Linked DNA regions of Sus scrofa: region 1 is linked to region 2. Evidence: chromatin contacts called from public HiChIP or PLAC-seq data. All regions are on one chromosome and are shown on one strand. The core of a region is the stretch at or near the end of the contact, and the rest is flanking DNA. Distances in the headings are between cores, read along the strand shown.

Region 1 (6,035 bases), core at 1,468-3,967, 980 kb after region 2:
GAACCAGGGGCCCCGGGGGAAAATGTAAGAGAGATGTGCAGTGCCAGGGGCTGAGCAGAGGGCAAGAAAAATACTCTGGGATGGGTCCTCTGGTTGGGACATGGGTTCCAGGCTGGATTCAAAGCTAGGAGTCAGGCTACGGAAGGTCATGGAGGATGCTGTCAACAGGCCAGACAGAAAGGACCGTGAAACACAACAGCATGACCAAGCCCCCAGGGGGATGGCAACATATTAGTACCCCCAAAACAGTTGCCCAGGGTTCCCCCGAATCTGCAGGCCTGCCTTGGTCCTAAGAGGGAAAGTTCATACCCGGCCTTTTTTGTTTCTCTTTGTAAATTTTCTTACTGTGTCTGAAGCGCAGACAAATTTCTAACTTCTGTGAGTCAGCAGGCTAACAGGAAGGGATGATCAGATGACCAATTACTCATGAACAAATATGAGGAAATCCAGAAAACTGGGAAGAAGAGAGGGCAGCGACAGCCAAATGGCAGGCCTCTGGAGGGTCCCCTGGTCACTCTAAGGCTGGCCCAGGAGCTCAGTTTTGCAGGCCTTGGTGGGGCAGGAAGCTCTGGGTTGGGTGGGGTGAAATCGGGGAGGGTCTGTATAGCTGCAGGCCTGCAGCTCCCTCAGAACAAGAACACCTGCTCTGTGGATATGAGATTTGCCCTGGGAGGGTCTTCCCCAACCTCTGGCTACCAGCCACTGAAACACTGCTTCTAGGGGCTCTGCAGCCAGGGGACGTGGTAGGCAGAGCTGGTGAAAGCTGATGTCTCCTAGCTATGTTTAGCCGGGTTGACCTGGGCTGAAACTGCACAAGTGTGAGTGTGTGCAACTGGGCAGGGCCGGCCAGGCCCCTGCCGAGGGGCTGCTGAAAGCCTTGTTAAGGAAGTACTCCTGAGCAGGCAATCCAGTTACATAATGCTGCAAAAATAACCCTGGGCTGGGAGTCTTGTCCGAGTGACGTATTTTGTTAACGGAGAGGGGTATCAAATATCTATCTTTCAACCCAAGAGCTGAAAGTACACTTGTGACACGGAGGGGACCTCCCCTCCCCCCAAGGAAAGGGGGATGTTGAAGGCAGGCACAGATGAGGGAGAAGCAGCAAGGATGCACATTTTTCTCTCTCTTTTTCCAGGTGCAACTAAAGCCATCTGTTCACCTTAGCTATATTCTGCCGACTCCCAAGTTCGGGGACACCGTCACAGACACTCCAGTTCCCCTTGCAGTGCTCCCTGCTCTGCAAGCATCAGGGAAGGCTGAGGGAAAGGAATGAAATGAGAGCAAGGAGAAAGGAGGAGAAAAAGAGTGAGAGGACTTTGTTTTGTTTGTTGGTGGGCCACGGTGGGGACAAGTTATCTTCTTATTTCTATTCCCACTAGACTAGGCCTCCCGATACTGTGACCAACTGGTCCCACTTTGCCCAAGATGGTCCTATATTTAAAACTGACCCCAGGAATGCCCTCCATCCTAGAAAACTGATTGAGGAGAGCTGGTCACTCTCCTTCCCACAGGCTTTGGCCAAATTCCCACGAGGACAGAGAAAATTATGACCAAAATAAGGTAGTTCCTTTCAATTCAAAATTATTCAAAGAATGACCTCACTAAGCTATTCCATCAGAGATGCAAAGGTCCTGTTTCCAGGAATTTGTTTTTTTGTCTTTTCTGGGGCTGCACCCGAGGCGTATGGAGGTTCCCAGGCTAGCGGTCTAATTGGAGCTGTAGCCCACCAGCCTAGGCCACAGCCACAGCCACACCAGATCCGAGCCACGTCTGCGACCTACACCACAGCTCATGGCAACGCCGGATCCTGCACCCCCTGAGCAAGGCCAGGATCGAACCCGCAACCTCTTGGGGAATTCATCCAGGAATTTGAAAAAAAGAGCCATACACCTCTCCTCACCCCTGCCATGTTGGATTCTAGAGCTTTCCAGGTGGAAAATTTACCTGTCCCATCCACTCTGCTTTTCAGATAAAGTTTCCAGACATCTAAGATGCCCTGCCCTGTTTTGCTTGGGAGCTGTTTTACATCATTTTGGAAAAAAAAAAAAAAAAACCTAAAAAACAAAAAACTCTATTTGAAGTCACAGTAACTTGCTTTTTCTTTTTTTTTTTTCCACCTAATCTCTTCCATGGGGTCTCAATTCCTCCTGTGGCACCACAGTCACATACCGAGCTGTATCAAACGCCCTTAAAATAGTCACCTTGAGTCTGTTAGCATTTTCTTTTTCCTAATCTTGATAATCACAGCATCTGATCCTTCCGTTCTAAACTGCAGCCTTCCAATCCACCCTTAATCTAGACCTATCTGACCCTCTTCCAAAGGAGACAGACGAGGATCAGCATCACCCCGAGCTCCCCCGCCCCACAGCATCTGAGCTTGAATTTCCATTCATCCCAACCTCCATGCTTTTTTAAAAAATCAAAATGTCTCTGAACTCCTTGAGCTAATTTTAAAAGCAAGTAGCTTTCCCTCCCTGAGTCATATTCTTGGGGCTCGTAAAAATGTAGTTCCACTCGGAGACCACCTTGTCACAAACGTGCAAAAAAAAAAAACAAAACAAAAAAAACAACCCTCTGTTTCGGACGCCGCAGAGAGGAAAGGGTGAAACGGCAGCGCCTCCCGCCCTCCCCCCCCCCCCCCCAGCAGGCTCGGCCTTTATGGAGTCTATTTCCAGTCTGTTTACCTGGCAGGGACCACGTGACCAATCCAGAAGGAAATGCTGACATCATTGTCTCTCTCACATGTGCGGCCTCCCCCCCTCGTCCCTCCGTCCCTCCCAGCGCCGCGCCGCCGCCGCATTCCGGCATCCATCCCTCTCTCGCCACCGGCCTCCTCCCCCACCACTCGCGCCTTCTCCCACTTATTTCTCTGTCTTTCTCCTGGCACACTTTCCTTTGTTTTCTCTTTCCTTGCAGGCTCTCTCCTAGACCGTCCTGGACGGACACACACACACACGTGCGCGCGCGCGCACACACGCGCACACACACACACACACACTCCTCCATGCCCTTTTCCTTTCCTTCAATAAGCCTTTCTTCCTCTTTTATTCTTTCAGATCTGTGGCCATTGAGTCTTCACTCTGTTTTAAAAATACACTTCCTCTTTCTCTATAGGTTGGAGATTTCTTTAAAAAAAAAAAAAAAAGTCTGGAAGGCTTAGAAAACCTTCCAGATCCAGGGTGGGGGAAGGGCAGAGCAAGGCTGCGCGTCCAGCCCCTCAATTTCCTGCTCCAGTGGGCTTGGAGATGTAGGTGTTGGGGGGTTGGTCAAACAGGCCTTCTTTTTTTCTTTTCCACCTTCCCTCTTCCAGGTTCCCTCTGGCATTTCCACAGACCCCCTTCCCTCCCCGCAGCCAGACCCATATCCTGGCGGCCCTTGGCCTTGTGCAGGGTGGGGGGTGGGGAGCATGTGTCCCTCGGCTCCTCATTTTGCCCAGGGGGCGTAGGAGGCAGCTCAGCATCCTTCCAACCTGGGACCCTGGGAACTGGAAAGACACAGGAGGCAGGGAGGAAGGCATCCAGGCAGGTGCCTCCCACCCTGTTCAAAGGGTTGTTTACTCAAGGAACCTGTGTCAGGGCTCTGGGGTTGCTCCCAGAAAGCTTGCTTGGTGCACGTGGGCACAGAGCTGGAGCACACCATTTAGAGGAACTGTTTAATAAAGACACGGGGGCCTCCAACAGTTTATTTACCCTTACAGAAAGGTGGCCGTAGGGTGCCCCCTGGAAACTGCTTCAAAAGAAGAGCACAAGGGAGTGAGGCCAGAGGGTGAAACAACCAGGGCAGAATCATGGAATGGCTGGCCCGGCCAAGGGTCAGAACACACATGCTCATCTGCCCTTCTGCTCCCACCTCTCACCCCAGGCTGTTCTCTGCTGGGTTCGTACACCTTGTGGGTTGGGATGAGCCAGTGCAGCAGAAGGGGGAATGGGGAGGTCATGCAGAGGTGAGGCCATTCAGGAATCATTCTTTCAGACGTGAACTCATAATCCCCAACACGCATAAAGATGGAGCTCTACCAGGGGGATGTGCGTTCATGGGCATTTTTACCACTGGATTATATGGACAATCAGAAATACAACATCCTGTGGGAGAGGACCCTAGTAAAATTTAGAGAAGGGACTTTCAACACCAAAACAGTCCTTGTCTTCAATGTGCACATGTATTCCTATTTTTTTTTTTCTTTTTCTTTTGGCCATGCCTGAGGAATGCAGAATTTCCTGGGCCAGGGATCGAACCTGTGCCACAGCAGTGACAACATTGGGTCCTTCACCCACTGAGCCACCAGGCATCTCTACACGCCTGTTTCTGGAGGAACATTTCCAGTACTGTGTGTGTTAACATGGCCCTAGTGGCATTGCTGTGGCTGTGGTGCAGGCCGGCAGCTGCAGCTCTGATTTGACCCCTAGCCTGGGCACCTCCATATGCCGCAGGTGCAGCCCTAAAAAGCAAAAGCAAAAAAAAAAAAAAAAAAAAAAAAAAAGTCCTGGCAGCCAGTAAGGAGAAAATTCGGATATTATGAGGTTACCTTCTGGAGCCCTTGTCACAGATCAATGTACAATGCTGGCAGAAGGGTCTGGTTCAGTAGGTCCGGTTACAGATATGTCTCCTCAGGCATGTGAGGATCTAAACCCTCTTTGGACATGCTGGAAATCCAGAACTTTCTATATGTTGTAGAAGTTCTAGTTTTAAACGTCGAAATGTTATAGGCCAAGGACTTGCTGTTTTGATTCGTCAGTGAGGTAGATAGATAGATAGCACTGTTGGTCAATGAATGATTTCTGTGGCTTTTGAAACCAGCATAAAGTGGTGTCGACATCATTCAATGTCATTCTTCTCTTCTCCATGAACATTTATAGAGTCCTTCCTGAATGAGAGGGAGCACAGGTTCCTGGCTGTGCGCTTGAGGTGCCTATGTCATGGAGTCTCTGCTGCAAAATTATCATCAGTTGTCAAAGTGAAGGCCAAGTGGTAGAGAGAAGGGATAGAGGGTGATGGGAATTATGCAGAAAACATAGAAGGGTTCTAGATCTTTCCACCTTGGATAGATCTGGGAAAGGACATCTGGGAAGTCCTTTCCCCATCCTCGAGTCTAGCTCAGGCTCACCACCTCACATGGACCTGCCCCTGCCCCCATGTTGAAGTCCACCTCATCTAGTTGCTCATATTCAGCTGTCTGGGTAGCTATTCTGGATTTGTTTACAACTATCTAGGTGCCCAAACAGCATCAATAAGATCTGTTTGGCAGTACCTGTGATGATGTGAAAATGCATGTGTGTTTATGAATAGATGTGTATTCTTGCTGTGGGTCACCCCACCTGCTTCCCCAAGGACAGGCACCACAAGGAGCTTACACTGTACACATCGCCATAAATGCCCAGTGTGCTTGCTGGTACTCCATGATGTGCCTGTGTGCCATGGGGAAGAGGAAGACGAGGATGATGTTGATGATGACACTGGATTGCCAGTGATTCTAGGATGAAAACCGTTTTGAGCACAGAGATATGCATAACAAAGACAGAATGAATGAACAAAGCTAATGACTTCCACCGAGCGTTTTTTCTGAGATCTGGTTCCTTATTTTTATTTTTTGGTCTTTTTAGGCTCGCACCATGGCATATGGGACTTCCCAGGCTAGGGGTCGAATCAGAGCAACAGCTGCTGGCCTATATACCACAGCCACAGCCACACCCACACTGGATCCGGAACCCACTGAGCGGGGCCAGGGATTGAATGAACCCTTGTCCTCACAGGTATTAGTTGGGTTTGTTCCTGCTGAGCCACCACAGGAACTCTGATTCTTTATTTTCATTTAAAAAAATATTCACTCCAGAGTTCCCTGGTAGCCGAGTGATTAAGGACTTGGTGTTGTCACTGCTGTGGTGCAGGTTTGATCCTTCACCCGGAAGTTCTGCAGACTGTGGGTGTAGCACCTGCCCAAATTTACTCTATTATTACTTATTAAAAGAAACAGTCTCAACTACTGAGCCTGCAGGCTGGGCTAAAATGGCATAACAATAAGACAAAGTGGATTGACA
Region 2 (5,383 bases), core at 47-2,546:
ACGCCAAAGGCAGCTTCCCCTGGCAGGCTAAGATGATCTCCCACCATAACCTCACCTCGGGGGCCACGCTCATCAATGAACAGTGGCTGCTGACCACGGCTAAGAATCTCCGCTTGGGTCATAAAAATGATACAAAAGCAAAAGACATTGCTCCTACTTTAAGACTCTATGTGGGAAAGAAACAGGAGGTGGAGATTGAGAAGGTGATTTTCCATCCTGACAACTCCACGGTAGACATCGGGCTCATCAAACTCAAGCAGAAGGTGCCCGTTAATGAGAGGGTGATGCCCATTTGCCTCCCTTCTAAAGATTATGTGAATGTGGGGCTTGTGGGCTACGTGTCTGGCTGGGGGCGAAACGCCAACCTCAACTTTACGGAGCATCTGAAGTATGTCATGCTGCCGGTGGCTGACCAAGAAAAATGTGTACAGTACTACGAAGGCAGCACCGTGCCAGAGAAGAAGACACCCAAGAGCCCGGTGGGGGTGCAGCCCATCCTGAACGAGCACACCTTCTGCGCCGGCTTGTCCAAGTACCAGGAAGACACCTGCTACGGCGACGCCGGCAGCGCCTTTGCTGTTCACGACAAGGATGATGACACCTGGTACGCGGCTGGGATCCTGAGCTTCGACAAGAGCTGTCGTACGGCGGAGTACGGTGTGTATGTAAGGGTGACCTCCATCCTGGACTGGATTCAGACAACCATAGCTGACAACTGAGGCCGCCAGCCTGGGCCTGAAAGGACGAGGGAAAACTGGACGGGAGCGGAGGGGAGAAAACGTGGTGTGAAGCTGCCGGGTTCCAGCCCCACATCGCTGAGTCAGTCAATAAAGAGCTTCCTTTGATTCCCTCCTGTGCTGTCTGTAGCCTTGAGCTGTTTTCATTCTCTCATTTATGGTACAGCCACAGCGGAGTGGTCTAGAGACTACAGGGAGTGGGTCAGAAGACACCCCAGGCCAACTGGCAATCCCTCAGGTGACAAGCACTGTCCCCTCCGGGGCTCATGCTCACTGAATGAGGCGCCTATGGGATGGCAGGCCTCAGGGGGGAGGTCACTGGTATCGTTTTACAGACAAGCAAACAGACTCAGAGAAGTTAAGTGATTTGCTTAAAGTTACACAGCTATCAAGTAGTGAAGCCCAACCTTGAACCTAGGTCTGTCTGAATCCAAGTCCCGAGCTCTTTCCACTGCCTTCTTTGGCTTCTTCGGAGTGAAATGGGAGACAGAGTACAGGCTGGTGAGGAAGCGGCCAGCTCAAAATGGGATGAAAACAAGTGTTTCGACACTTGGCTGTTTGTCTTTCAACACACCAGCTCTTTAGACCACAGAGTAAGATGGTGTAAAGGCAGGATCTCTGGACTGGCTGGGTCCAGGTCATAGCTGGACAATACACTTGCCAAGTTCCTGAAGCTCCCTGCCCACCGGGTCCCCGGACTTTCCTATGATGGGCTTAAGCCGGACGATCCCTCAGTGCCCACAAGTAATCACCCTGGGACACTGGGTAAAGTTAGAAGTCTCTTCCTCAGGGAGCGCTGCTTTTCCCACGTGGAAGAAACCTACCCTTTACCAGGAGTCAAGATGCAAGCTGTTTGAGTCTTTCATTTCACAAAGATAAGATCTTGCTATTAAGGGTTTCCCAGAAAAAAAGGTTGCAGAACCCAGAACACAAAGCTCTTCTTCAAAGCGCAGCTCTCACTGAACTCTTTCTTGCTGTAAGCCTTCGTTCAGCACAATGAACGAAGGCTTTGCCAATATCCCCTCTGTCACACCAAAACGTGGCCTCTCCTTCTCGTGGTTTAGAATGTCACCGGATGTCACTACTCTCAAGAGGGTTCTGCCTTCACTGTGCTGTTCTTCTCACATGCACTTTCCAGCGCCATCAGTAATTTTCTACGGGTCAGAGCTGGTAGGCCAGTGAAGGACCTAGACCTATGTCCTAGAACCCGTGAGAGGGATCAGAGTGAGTGGTAGTACCTTCAGCATTAGGTTTTCTTGAAGAATAATCGGCTTATACTAAGCGGCTTCTACTCACCACTCGGGAGGAAAATAGTAAGAGAAAACCTCTGGCATCTTCTCGATCCATTTATCCCCTCTGCCTCCCTCCCCAGCAGCACCTTCCACCCGCCTGGCCTTGGCCTTGGGCTTCAGCGACACTGAACTCTGTGGAACCCTCTCGACACGCTGCTGCCTCGGGCCCCTGCGCCTTCCCCCCACCCCGCACCCCCACGCCCTCTCCTGAAATGCCCTCCCCCTTTCTCCAGGAGTACCTCCTACTTTCCTTTAAGGCTCAGGTCCCGTCTCTCCTAAGAAGCCTTTTTTCCATGCAACAGTCACTCGTTTTTATGTAGCATCTGGCCTAAGACAGGGCACACAGTATGTACTTAATAAAAACTTGTGGAATGGGGAGCAACTAAGATGGGAACAAAAACAAAAGCCATGACTTTAGAGCAATATTCCCTAAAGCCCTCAGGAGAGAAGAGATGAGATGCTTACACACACAGATTATTTTTGCTGGTATCAGAGCAAAAACCTTCCACACATCAAATGCTCTGTGGCTTAGGTCATGAGGGACAGACTACAGTGACGGGCAGGGAGGGCGTTTTATCCTCACAGAAGTCTGGAGGGAGGCAGGTCCAGAGTCCGCTCAGTAGCTCAGGCTCATCGGTAGGGACCCAGGCTCTTTTCTCTCTTTTTTTTTTTTGGTCTTTTTGGGGCCGCACCCATGGTATATGGAGGTTCCCAGGCTAGGGGTCCAATCGGAACTACAGCTGCCAGCCTACACCACAGCCATAGCCACGCCAGATCCAAGCCTCGTGTGTGTGTGTGACCTACACCACAGTTCACAGCAACACCAGATCCTTCACCCACTGAGTGAGGCCGGGGATCAAACCCACATCCTCACGGATCCTAGTCAGGTTCGTTAACCGCTGAGCCACAACAGGAACCCAGGACCTAGGCTCTTTTTACTGGTCTTCTTGGCATGTTCACTGTCCATCCGGGCTGGCTGCCTTCTGGTCCTAAGACGGCTGCTGTAGCCCATGCGTCACGACTACCATGAAAGCAGGAAGCGGGGGCCAAAAGACGGAGGTGGTGGTGAAAGGGTTTTGTGATCTCATTCTGGGAGTGGCTCTCTCCTTTACAAACAAAGGCCACCACGGTCAGTCCAGCAGCCTTCCTTCTATGCCATGCCTGTCAGAACTAGGCTCCATGGTCACCGCTCCCCAGAAAGCACTTGGCAAAGGGGGACGGACCTGCAGCAACACTGCTGCCCTGCACAGTACTGGGCTTTTGTTGGCAAGGTGGCCAGTAGCAGCTCCTTGCGTGCCGCCTGGTGCACTGCCCTCTGCCTCTGCATCTATCCTCTTACCCTAGGAAGTCAGTACCATTAGCCCCCATGAGGTTTTGAGAGGAGCAGGAACTTGTCCAGTGGTGTCTCCTGGAAGAACAAGAATGCCTCATAAAATTGTTAAAACAGGCAAATCCTATAAAGATGGTATTTCTTTCTCATAATTCTGAGCTCTTTCCAGGCTTGAGTCCTTGAAGTACAATTTCCTGTCTCTGAAAGACGTCTGCTCCTACTCACTGAGGGTAGTTAGTTCTTTGTTTAGCTCCACTTGAGTGCTGGATGGTAAAGACTCAAGTTCTCACTTCTTGGGCAATTTATTAACATAAACGCTGGTAAAATGAGCAAACCAGGATACCTTTAAAAGTCTGAGCCTGAAAGGCTGGAAGATAAACAAACTTGCCCGATTATCAGTAGAGAATTATTTTTTCCAAGAGAAACTGGGATGCAGGGACTGGAGACAGGTGAGCTGCTTGAGATACGTGTGGAGGAACAGGCGAGGCTGAGGATGATGGAAGGGGTGGGTGTGCGTACATCTTGAAGAGAAGGACTTCTGCTCTTACGGGAACTGACTTTCTATTTTACTTGTGTGTCAGATAAACGTAGTTGATCGAATTGTACCAGGCAATGTTTAGAAGGATTCTGTATTACCTTAAAGAAGAAAGAAAAGCACAATATAAAGAGAGGGTGAAATGATCCCGCTGGGGCCACTGACCGTGGCTGATGGGGCTGCGCCGAGGTCCGTAGGGGTAGACACTCCGGCGTCTCTGGTCATGTGACCTCAGTGCCATTGCCACACGTCTTCTACCTGGGGACAAGTAAGCTCTACACATATCAAGCCTCTTCTCCGCCAGGATGCTGACCACGCTTCCGCAGGACTCCAGGAAAACAGCACAGCTGGGTTCAGGTACTCTTTCAGGATGTGCCTTTCTCTTCGACTTTGACAGCAGTGAACCTGCTAAATGTCTTGATAGAGCAGGTCGTATTTGGGAATATTCTTGGGATCAATGGGACTTTGGACAATAAGTTTTCCCCTCATTGCTCCTCGATAAATTACTTCAATCAAATCTATAAAGTCTTGTTTGGTTTTGAAACTTCCCACAAACTTGGTGTGATCTGGGGACCTGAATAGCATAGAAGAGAAACAATCCCACTCAGAACTTTTCAGCATGACTTGTAAGACCTTCAGGATAAACAAAATAAGCAGCTTTGTTACTTTCTTCTGATTAGAGAGACTTTAGACACAAAGCCCAATGCTGATTTTCCATTTGCGATTCCAGGGCCCATGTGATATACGACTAAAAGCAGTGCTGTGGGCCACTAGGAGAGCACGTAGGCCCTCCCACCTAAAAAGCTTCTGCCTCAAAACCTATTTTAGCCACTTTTCAACACATCAAGTAGAATTCCCTGGGTGTCAGCGTGGGCTTAGTTTGCCATCGCTGCTGCTGGCTAGGCATGTGCAACGTCCTTGAACTAGTCACTGTCTCTTGAGTTCCAGTCACTTATACTTTTCTGTTTTTTTGTTTTGTTTTGTCTTTTTGCTTTTTCTGGGGCTGATCCTTTGGCATATGGAGGTTCCCAGGCTAGGGGTCAAGTTGGAGCTGTAGTCACCAGCCTATGCCAGAGTCACAGCAATGCAGGATCCGAGCCACATCTGCGACATACACCACAGCTCACGGCAACGCCAGATCCTTAACCCGCTGAGCAAGGTCAGGGATCGGACCCGCAACCTCATGGTTCCCAGTCAGATTCGTTAACAACTGAGCCACGATGGGAACTCCAAGTCACTTATATTTTTGAGTGGTGGGTATTACTGTTTTCTTTCTTTCTTTTTTTTTTTAACTAGTTCAAATATTATGTATGTTTACTGTAGAAATTAAAAAAAATTTTTTTTATTACTCAATGAATTTATCACACCTGTAGTTGTAACTGAAGAAATTGTTTAGAAAAAAATTACCAGTGAGGCCAGAGGCCACATTTTGGTACATGTCCTTTCAACGTGAGTGCATGCATGCATTATTTTTTTTTTTCCCCACAAA

What was found. HiChIP or PLAC-seq counts read pairs in DNA pulled down with a chosen protein or histone mark.
Region 1: a contact with region 2 is called in an H3K27ac HiChIP or PLAC-seq map of alveolar macrophages. The contact joins two enhancer-like sites. A contact is called at or near these places in 1 of 5 promoter capture datasets (liver) and 1 of 2 datasets of contacts at active chromatin or transcription factors (alveolar macrophages).

What each region holds. Positions count from the first base shown.
Region 1 is chr6:15,961,359-15,967,393 of Sscrofa11.1, forward strand. No RefSeq gene overlaps it. Among named protein-coding and RNA genes, the nearest start is that of ZFHX3, 23 kb to the left of the region's middle. Within about 2 kb of position 2,718, at least 47 of the 83 cell types and tissues checked have an H3K27ac peak or open chromatin away from gene starts, as enhancers often do. A contact at or near this core is called in alveolar macrophages and liver, where this site is marked.
Region 2 is chr6:14,984,380-14,989,762 of Sscrofa11.1, forward strand. It overlaps HP (haptoglobin), which reads left to right. Exons shown (of 5, transcript NM_214000.2): 5 at 1-866. The coding sequence ends at 719. It overlaps TXNL4B (a long non-coding RNA gene), which reads right to left. Exons shown (of 3, transcript XR_002344529.1): 3 at 684-4,468. Among named protein-coding and RNA genes, the nearest start is that of HP, 6.7 kb to the left of the region's middle. Within about 2 kb of position 1,297, at least 5 of the 83 cell types and tissues checked have an H3K27ac peak or open chromatin away from gene starts, as enhancers often do. A contact at or near this core is called in alveolar macrophages and liver, where this site is marked.